Regions from separate parts of the Capra hircus genome. Here region 2 is linked to region 1. A link is a contact called in public Hi-C data. All regions are on one chromosome and are shown on one strand. The core of a region is the stretch at or near the end of the contact, and the rest is flanking DNA. Distances in the headings are between cores, read along the strand shown.

What was found. Hi-C and Micro-C count contacts between places; a contact is called where the count stands out from the background.
Region 2: a contact with region 1 is called in a Hi-C map of blood, with 5 times the contacts expected there. The contact joins two enhancer-like sites. A contact is called at or near these places in 2 of 5 Hi-C or Micro-C datasets (both in blood).

Annotation. Positions count from the first base shown.
Region 1 is chr15:30,281,238-30,284,812 of ARS1.2, reverse strand. It overlaps P2RY2 (P2Y purinoceptor 2), which reads left to right. Exons shown (of 3, transcript XM_018059380.1): 3 at 1-2,855. Among named protein-coding and RNA genes, the nearest start is that of P2RY2, 19 kb to the left of the region's middle. Within about 2 kb of position 2,047, at least 2 of the 5 cell types and tissues checked have an H3K27ac peak or open chromatin away from gene starts, as enhancers often do.
Region 2 is chr15:30,337,940-30,341,343 of ARS1.2, reverse strand. No RefSeq gene overlaps it. Among named protein-coding and RNA genes, the nearest start is that of P2RY2, 38 kb to the right of the region's middle. Within about 2 kb of position 2,018, at least 4 of the 5 cell types and tissues checked have an H3K27ac peak or open chromatin away from gene starts, as enhancers often do.

The DNA of each region.
Region 1 (3,575 bases), core at 798-3,297:
CTGTGGGCGAGGCTTCCTCAGGATGTGGGGGAAGGGAGCAGTCCATCCTGGGTTGAGGGTGGGACCACCCTCTGCCCTGCCTGGCACTGGGTGGCACTCAGGCTCGTGAGCTCGTGTGTGTTTACAGAGCCTTGTCTGGGTGATGGGCTGTGGAAGGGCTTCAGGGAGAAGTGACAGTGGGGGATGAACAGGATGCCCTTGGTCTTCCAAAGGGCTCCCCCTCTCTGGCAGCAAGACTTGGCCCTTTCTTCTTGACTGGTGGTCCCCACCAGGGCACTGCAGCCACTCCTCGGTTTATCCAAGAATCAGAGACCCAGGGCTGGAGGACCAACCTGGAGCTGGGCCAGAGCAGGCAACAGATGGCCAGTTTTTGCTGTGTGACCTGAGTCCATATGCCTGCCCTCTCTGGGTCACTCTGTAGAGGCTGGAGACCTTGCCTCCCACACACCAGTTCTCCCTAACTTAGGGCATCAGCAGCCTAGATTTTTCATCAAAGACAGAGCTAACAGTTGTCCCCCCAGGCATTGCTAGGACCCATGAGCCCTCAGTTCTGAGAACTAGAGTGGGGCAGTGGGTCTCCCCTGGCATCAAGTGAGCAGAAAGATGAAGTGACTCCACTGGTACCACACGGTGCCTTGGAGTAGAGCCAGCTGAACGTCAGACGCTTCTGCCCTCTGTGGGGTGAGGCTGGAGCTTGGCCAGGAGTGACTGGGGTGACAGGTGAGGGATGCATTTGCCTTCCCCATGGGTATGTACTTGAGGTGGAGGGTGTGAGGGTGAGGGAAATGAGCCCCAGAAACCAAACTCATCCTCCTCTGCTCTGCTGTGCCATGTGACATGGTGAATCTCCTTTTCCTCTCTGGATCTCAGTTTCCAATTTCCCCATATGCAATGACCTTGGCTCTGCCCATCCACCCCTCAGTGGCCCCAGCCTCTTCAAGAAGGCTTGCCCTTGTCTTGGCTTCAAGTCAACCAGGTGTCCAGTCCCAACCCCATCTCAGCCAGGAACAATGGACCAGACCACGCCAACTCCCAGGGGCTCACCCATGACTATTTTCAGCCCTTGAAGTCAGAAAAGGATTTTTCATTCCCAGCACAATGGCTGCCCTATACCATTGTCTGGCAGTGACCAGGGCATCTGTCTGCCCCAAAATATCTCCCCTGCATCTACCTTCTGGGCCTTCCTGCCCTGCTCCTCACCTTTCAAATTTGACATCACTTCCTGGGGCTGTTACTCCTAAACACCACTGAGAAACAGCATGTGAGTCTCTTGGGAGACATGACCAATTAGAATCAGTTTTTCCTCTTGACAGGGACCCCCAGGGATTATTTGGCTGCATGGAGGGACTGGAGACCCAGAGAGGGCTGTGCCTTGCCCGAGGCCAAGCAGTGATTAGTGCGGAGACTAAACATGAGACCAGGGCTCTCTGGCTCCTTCCACTGCCTCAGCTGCCTTCCTCAGTGCTGGTCTGTACCCGCTGGGAGGATCACTCACCTTGGTAGGCCTGGGGCAGGCATCCTGGGAAGAAGCCTGGGTGGTGTGGGTGGGAGGGAGGCTTCTGACCTGGGAGCTCCCCATTCACCCTTCCGGGAAAGGAAGAGGTCGGGGGACACAGGGAAGCTGAGGCAGGAAGAGCAGGGTTCCGGCCCAGTTCAGCCACCATCAGCTCTGTGATTGCAAACTCAGTTTCTTCATCTGTAAAATGGAACTGATCATACCACCTTTCCAAGTTTACTGAACAGTGAGCGTGCTGTAAGGCACAAACACGCAACTTTCACTTTCCTCTCATCGATGCTCTCTGCTCAGTAATGTCTAATTTCCCTTTCCATCCATGAACTGCATATTTGGCAAACTCCAAAACTTTGAGTCACTCTTGGGTAACAACTAAAGTTCAGTCCAGTTTAAAGTTCTAGTTGCCTTCTGAATTTGCTGCTCCCTCCTCCTCTCCCCCAGTGCTGGCAGGACCCTGCTCCCCATCCTTGGGGTGCCCCTCTCCTCTGGGTGTGGGGCAAGGTGAGGCGGAAAGGGGCCAGTGGGTCATCTCCAGGACTGCCCCCGCCCTCTCCTGCTGCCCTTGCTTCCCTGGCCCTGGCAACCGGACATCAGTGCCGCTCTGCACAGACTCCCCACAAACACCAGACCACACATTCTTTTGCCAGACTCCTTTTAAGAAATATTTACTTACTTAAATTGGAGGATAATTACTTTACAATATTGTGATGGCTTTTGCCATAAATCAACATGAATCGACCATAGGTATACATGTGTCCCCCACCCTGAACTCCCTTCCACCTCCCTTCCCACCCCATCCCTCCAGGTTGTCTCAGAGCACCGGCCCTCGGTGCCCTTCCTCATGCGTTGACTCGGACAGCAGACCACACTTTTGTAAGAGTCTCTTCATTCAACTATCCCAGAGTGACCAATTTGTGCCCCATCTTTCCTGCTGAGAGTCTGAAATGATACACCCCAGACTCCCTCAGTGATTTTCCTAGAGCATCTTTCGCCTGGCCTGGGGGTGGGAAGGCCCTTGTCCAGCCCCCTCCCCACTCCCACTCTGTTGTGAATTCACAACTGCAGAGATGTCAGGTGTTGAGCTTGTAGAGTCAAGAAAGGAAGTGGTAGGGAGCTGGGGTAGTAACCTGAAAAGCTATCTAACCCCAGTTGTTTCTAGGTTTCTTTAGTAGGTGGATATTCTACCCCTCTGTATCCTCAGATTTATGTCCTGGAGCCAAATTCCAAATCAGCAGCCACATGAAAAGTCCCACTTCATTGTGGGATTAAGCTGTTAGACCAGCCTTTGTGACCAAATCAATTGCACAATGTGGGGGAGGAAATTAAAAGTCATCAGACAGCCTGTGCTAGTGTATGTGTGTTTACATCTGTGTTGAGGGAGAAGGCTGAGGGGGAGGAGCAGTCCCGGCAGGTACCACGTAGATCCCTGGAGTAGAAAGGCCACAGGTGGATGACCAACCTGCGGGAGAAAGAGAAGGACCAGGAGGGGCTGCCAGGAGGTCAGACTAGGACCAGGGATGGCAGGAAAAGATGGGAGCGGCAGAGGACCCAGCTGCCAGCTCTGCAGATCCCCTTTCCTTCAGTTTCCCTCTTCCCTCACTCTCCATTTCCTTCCGCCTTTTTCTCCACGTTCCTGGTATCCCTGGAAGGAAAGGAAAGCAAATGGAGCTGTGCAGAGCCTCAGACCTATCCCTTCAATCTGAGCACTGGCTCAGCTCCCTTGCCTGGCTGTGCTTAGTCCCCTCTGGGTCTTGAGTCCATGGCTGCTGCCCTGCCGCCTCCTGGTGGCCAGAGGTGGCAGCAGCAGCAGAAAGGCAGCTTGAGGTCCAGACCCTCATCAGTGGAGTGAAGAGAAGAAAATGACCGTCTTGGGGCAACAAAGTTGCTGGGGTATGTAAGATAGAGATAGGACTGAGAACTGAAACTGGGAACACAGTTTAAAAAGCATCCTGACTTACAAAACAGGTAACCGTTTCTGACCAAGCTGTGATGTCCATCTCAGATTAAACTCACACTTGTAAACACCCATGTATTTATTTAGAGCAGCTGTCCCCAACCTTTA
Region 2 (3,404 bases), core at 769-3,268, 57 kb before region 1:
AAGGCGACTTCCCACTTTTTGCAGAGGCCTACAAGAAGCAGTTTATTCCTCTAGGAGTGACTCGGGCAGCAAACTTGCTGGCAATGCATCTCTGGTAGGTAAGGGGTCTACCCACTGATGACCCACAGCAATTCAGATGCGGGCATCACCAGGGACACCCAGCTCCGGCAGTGAGGTTGGGGTGTGGGAGGAGGAAGAGGAAATGAGTCATCAGAGACTTACAAAACCCTGACCTAACAGATGTCCGGCCCAGCCCAGGGGAGACTTGGCCCCCAGTGGGCACGCTCTCTAGAGGACCGTGAAGACTGATGTCTGACACAGCTAAGGGCTGAGTCAAAGGAGAGGGTGTTTCTTTCCTAAGAGGGCTTATCCTGAGTTGAAGGGGTCTCCAGCTTTGCAGTTCTGTCTCAGCCAATGCAAGCCAGGCTCTAAGCTCTGTAGGGATGTCTGTCTCCTTCCCGGGAGGCTCTCTCAGCTGTGATCGCAGCACCTCTGTATTGGCCTTGCCCCGGCTTGTCCCTGACCCTTCCCAGGATGCCTCTTTTAATCCAATGAGTTGGCAGCAACCATCAGGTCAGAAGCCACTCCCCAGATTGCCAAGCAGTTCACCCACAGAGGGTGGGGCAGGGGGAGAGGAAAGGCTAGCTCACACATCCTGAGCACCTACTCTGTGTTGGGCTGGCCCTGAGAGAGCCTCTTTGTACATGTTATCACATTTCTTTCTCAAAGCGGCAGCCTCAGAAGACAACTCTTATATATTCACTTCACAGAGGAGAAAGTTGAAACTCAGCCGGGCAGTGTGAAGACTCAAGCCCAGGCTGGGCTCATTTGGGCCTAGGTCTCCTTCCTCCCCACCTGCCTTCTGCACCTGCTCTGATTGCCACCCCTCCCCACCCCCCACCTTCTCCATGCACTCTGATTGGTCTGCACTGACTCCAGCCTCCCTGACTCTTGGCGCTACTTCACTCCTGCACTCACCCAGGCCTACCCGGCTGCACATGTGCTCCCAAGCTCACCTGCACCAGGGTGAGGTGCATCCTCACCATCCCTGACAGCAACCCTGACTGCCTCTTAACAGTCATGTGACCTTGAGCAAGTCACCTAACCTCTGTGAGCCTCAATTTTCTCATCTGAGAATAGGACCATAACTCATAAGAGTTGTTATGAGACTTAAGACATTATATGTAATCTCGTTAGTACCTGACTAAAAGTTGACTATTTTTTAAAGTGTTAGCAATTTGTGCTATTATTGTACACCTGCATCTTTGTACACTCTGTAGTGTAAAAAGTCACAAGCTGGATGCTCAGGGGCACCAGGACTGCCATGCACATCTACCCACCCACACAGGAGCACAAAATATAACAGTCAGCTACCTGCTGCGTCATGTGCCCACGTACCTGAGCCAGGCTCTGCTGGGGTTGGTTGAGGAATACCTGTGAAACCGAAGAAAGGAAGTCTGGCCTAGAGGTCCACCCAGACTGGCTAGGAGAGTGAGATCTGTGATCAGAGTAGTCTGCAGACCAACCTGGGACCTTGTTAGAATCTTGAATATTTCATCTCATGTGCAACCCCAGACCTTTGGAATTAGAATCTGCAAGATCCTCAGAACACAAGGCAGAGAGAAGGAAAGTGGATCCAGCTGCTGTTCCTAAGTGGGAGGAGCTGACTTTAGACAGAGTGCTGGGGATCTGCAACCTACCCCCACAGCAGGCTGGTAGACCTTCTGGCTCCTCCTCTGTGGTTGGGAGCTGATGTTAGGTGTGAGGCCATCCAATTCGGCCTTGGGAAGACAGGCAGGCTGACTCAACCTGTTCTAGAAGAATATAAATAGCAAGGTCCTTTCCTGGACCCACCCAGGTTCTGATGGGCTGGGAGATGGGAGCTACATCAGGGCCCAAGCAATTGGCAGAGGGTGCCTGCCCTTCAAATCCCCTCCTGAAATGTGTCCATGCTCATCTGTGACTCTCCAGCCAACATCACGGTGGGGCCACTGCCAGAACTCTGGCTGACCTCTCCAGCCTTCAGTGGAGTGTGGACTCAGTCCCTCGGGGACGCTGGAGCCTGAAGCCTGGGCCAGGGCTCTCTCCCTATCCCTGTTGAAGCTAATTTTAGGGCTGCCTTGACAGCTGCCTCAGCTCAACCTGGGTCAATTCCCAGCCGCTCAGTTTTGGGGTCAGTGGGGGTCAGCTGGGGAGTGGGCCAGGCTGGCCCCAGCTTTGGCTGCAACAGATAAAACTAGAATCTGTAACCCCTGACCCAGGCAACCATTCCCACTGCCTGGAGGGACCCCTTAGGGCTGACCAGCTGGGTAGGATGGGAACTGATCCTGTTCTCAGCCTGGCACACACTCTGCATACAAACAAACCAAACCAAGGGAAATCTGGGAGTCACCAAGATCAGAGAAGTCAGGACCTCGAACACCCTCTAGCTCAGCATCTCGACTGCAGAAGGCAAAGGGCAGAGGGCTGAGGTCTCGGCCAGAGTCACGAAGCCAGGGCTGGCAGTGCTGGGGCTGCAGCCTGAGCTTCCTGGTGCCTGACCAGGTCCTGTGCCCTGAGCACCAGGGATAGAAATGCAGAAATAGAAATGCTGGATAGAAATGCAGAGGAGCCGAGCCACTGAAGTAGCCCATGAAGGTTGAAAGCGAAAGTGCAAGTCGCTCAGTCATGTCCAACTCTTTGCGACCCCATGAACTATATAGTCCATGGAATTCTCCAGGCCAGAATAGGGATCCTCCCCTGGAGGATCTCCAGGGGATCTTCCCAACCCAGGGTTCAAACCCAGGCCTCCCGCATTGCGGGAGGATTTTTTACCAGCTGAGCCAAGGGAAGCCCAAGAATATTGGAGTGAGTAGCTTATCCCTTCTCCAGCAGATCTTCCTAACCCAGGATTTGAACCGGGGTCTCCTGCATTGCAGGCGGGTTCTTTACCAACTGAGCTATCAGGGAAGCCCATGAAGGTTAAGCCCAGGTATTGGCCTAGACGCTGCAGAGACGGGGCCCTTCTCAGGAATCCATCCTCCCTGATGCTAACCCCACTCATATTTCTTAAGCTCCCTGTGCTGTGCCCAGAGGATTCAGGAGCAGATGGCCCCTGCGATAGTTGACAGAAGGAAGATTTTAGCCTCTGAAGATAGACGGGTGGAGTCCTTGCTCTGTCACCCACATTCTGGTCTTCGGGTTCTTCTCTGATGAAATGGATGCGCTGATACCCAGTCACAGACTGATTGGGAGGATGAAAGGAGGATGGCTGGTGTGCTGGCAACTTCAGTGTGCTGTGACCACAGGAGCGCTCATTGACTGGGGACAGGCTCCCTCCTGTGGGTAATCTGGACCCTGAGGGGCTCTCACAGTTTCCGTCCCCACTACGTTCATCCCCACCCTGTCCCCCACGGGGCAATGTT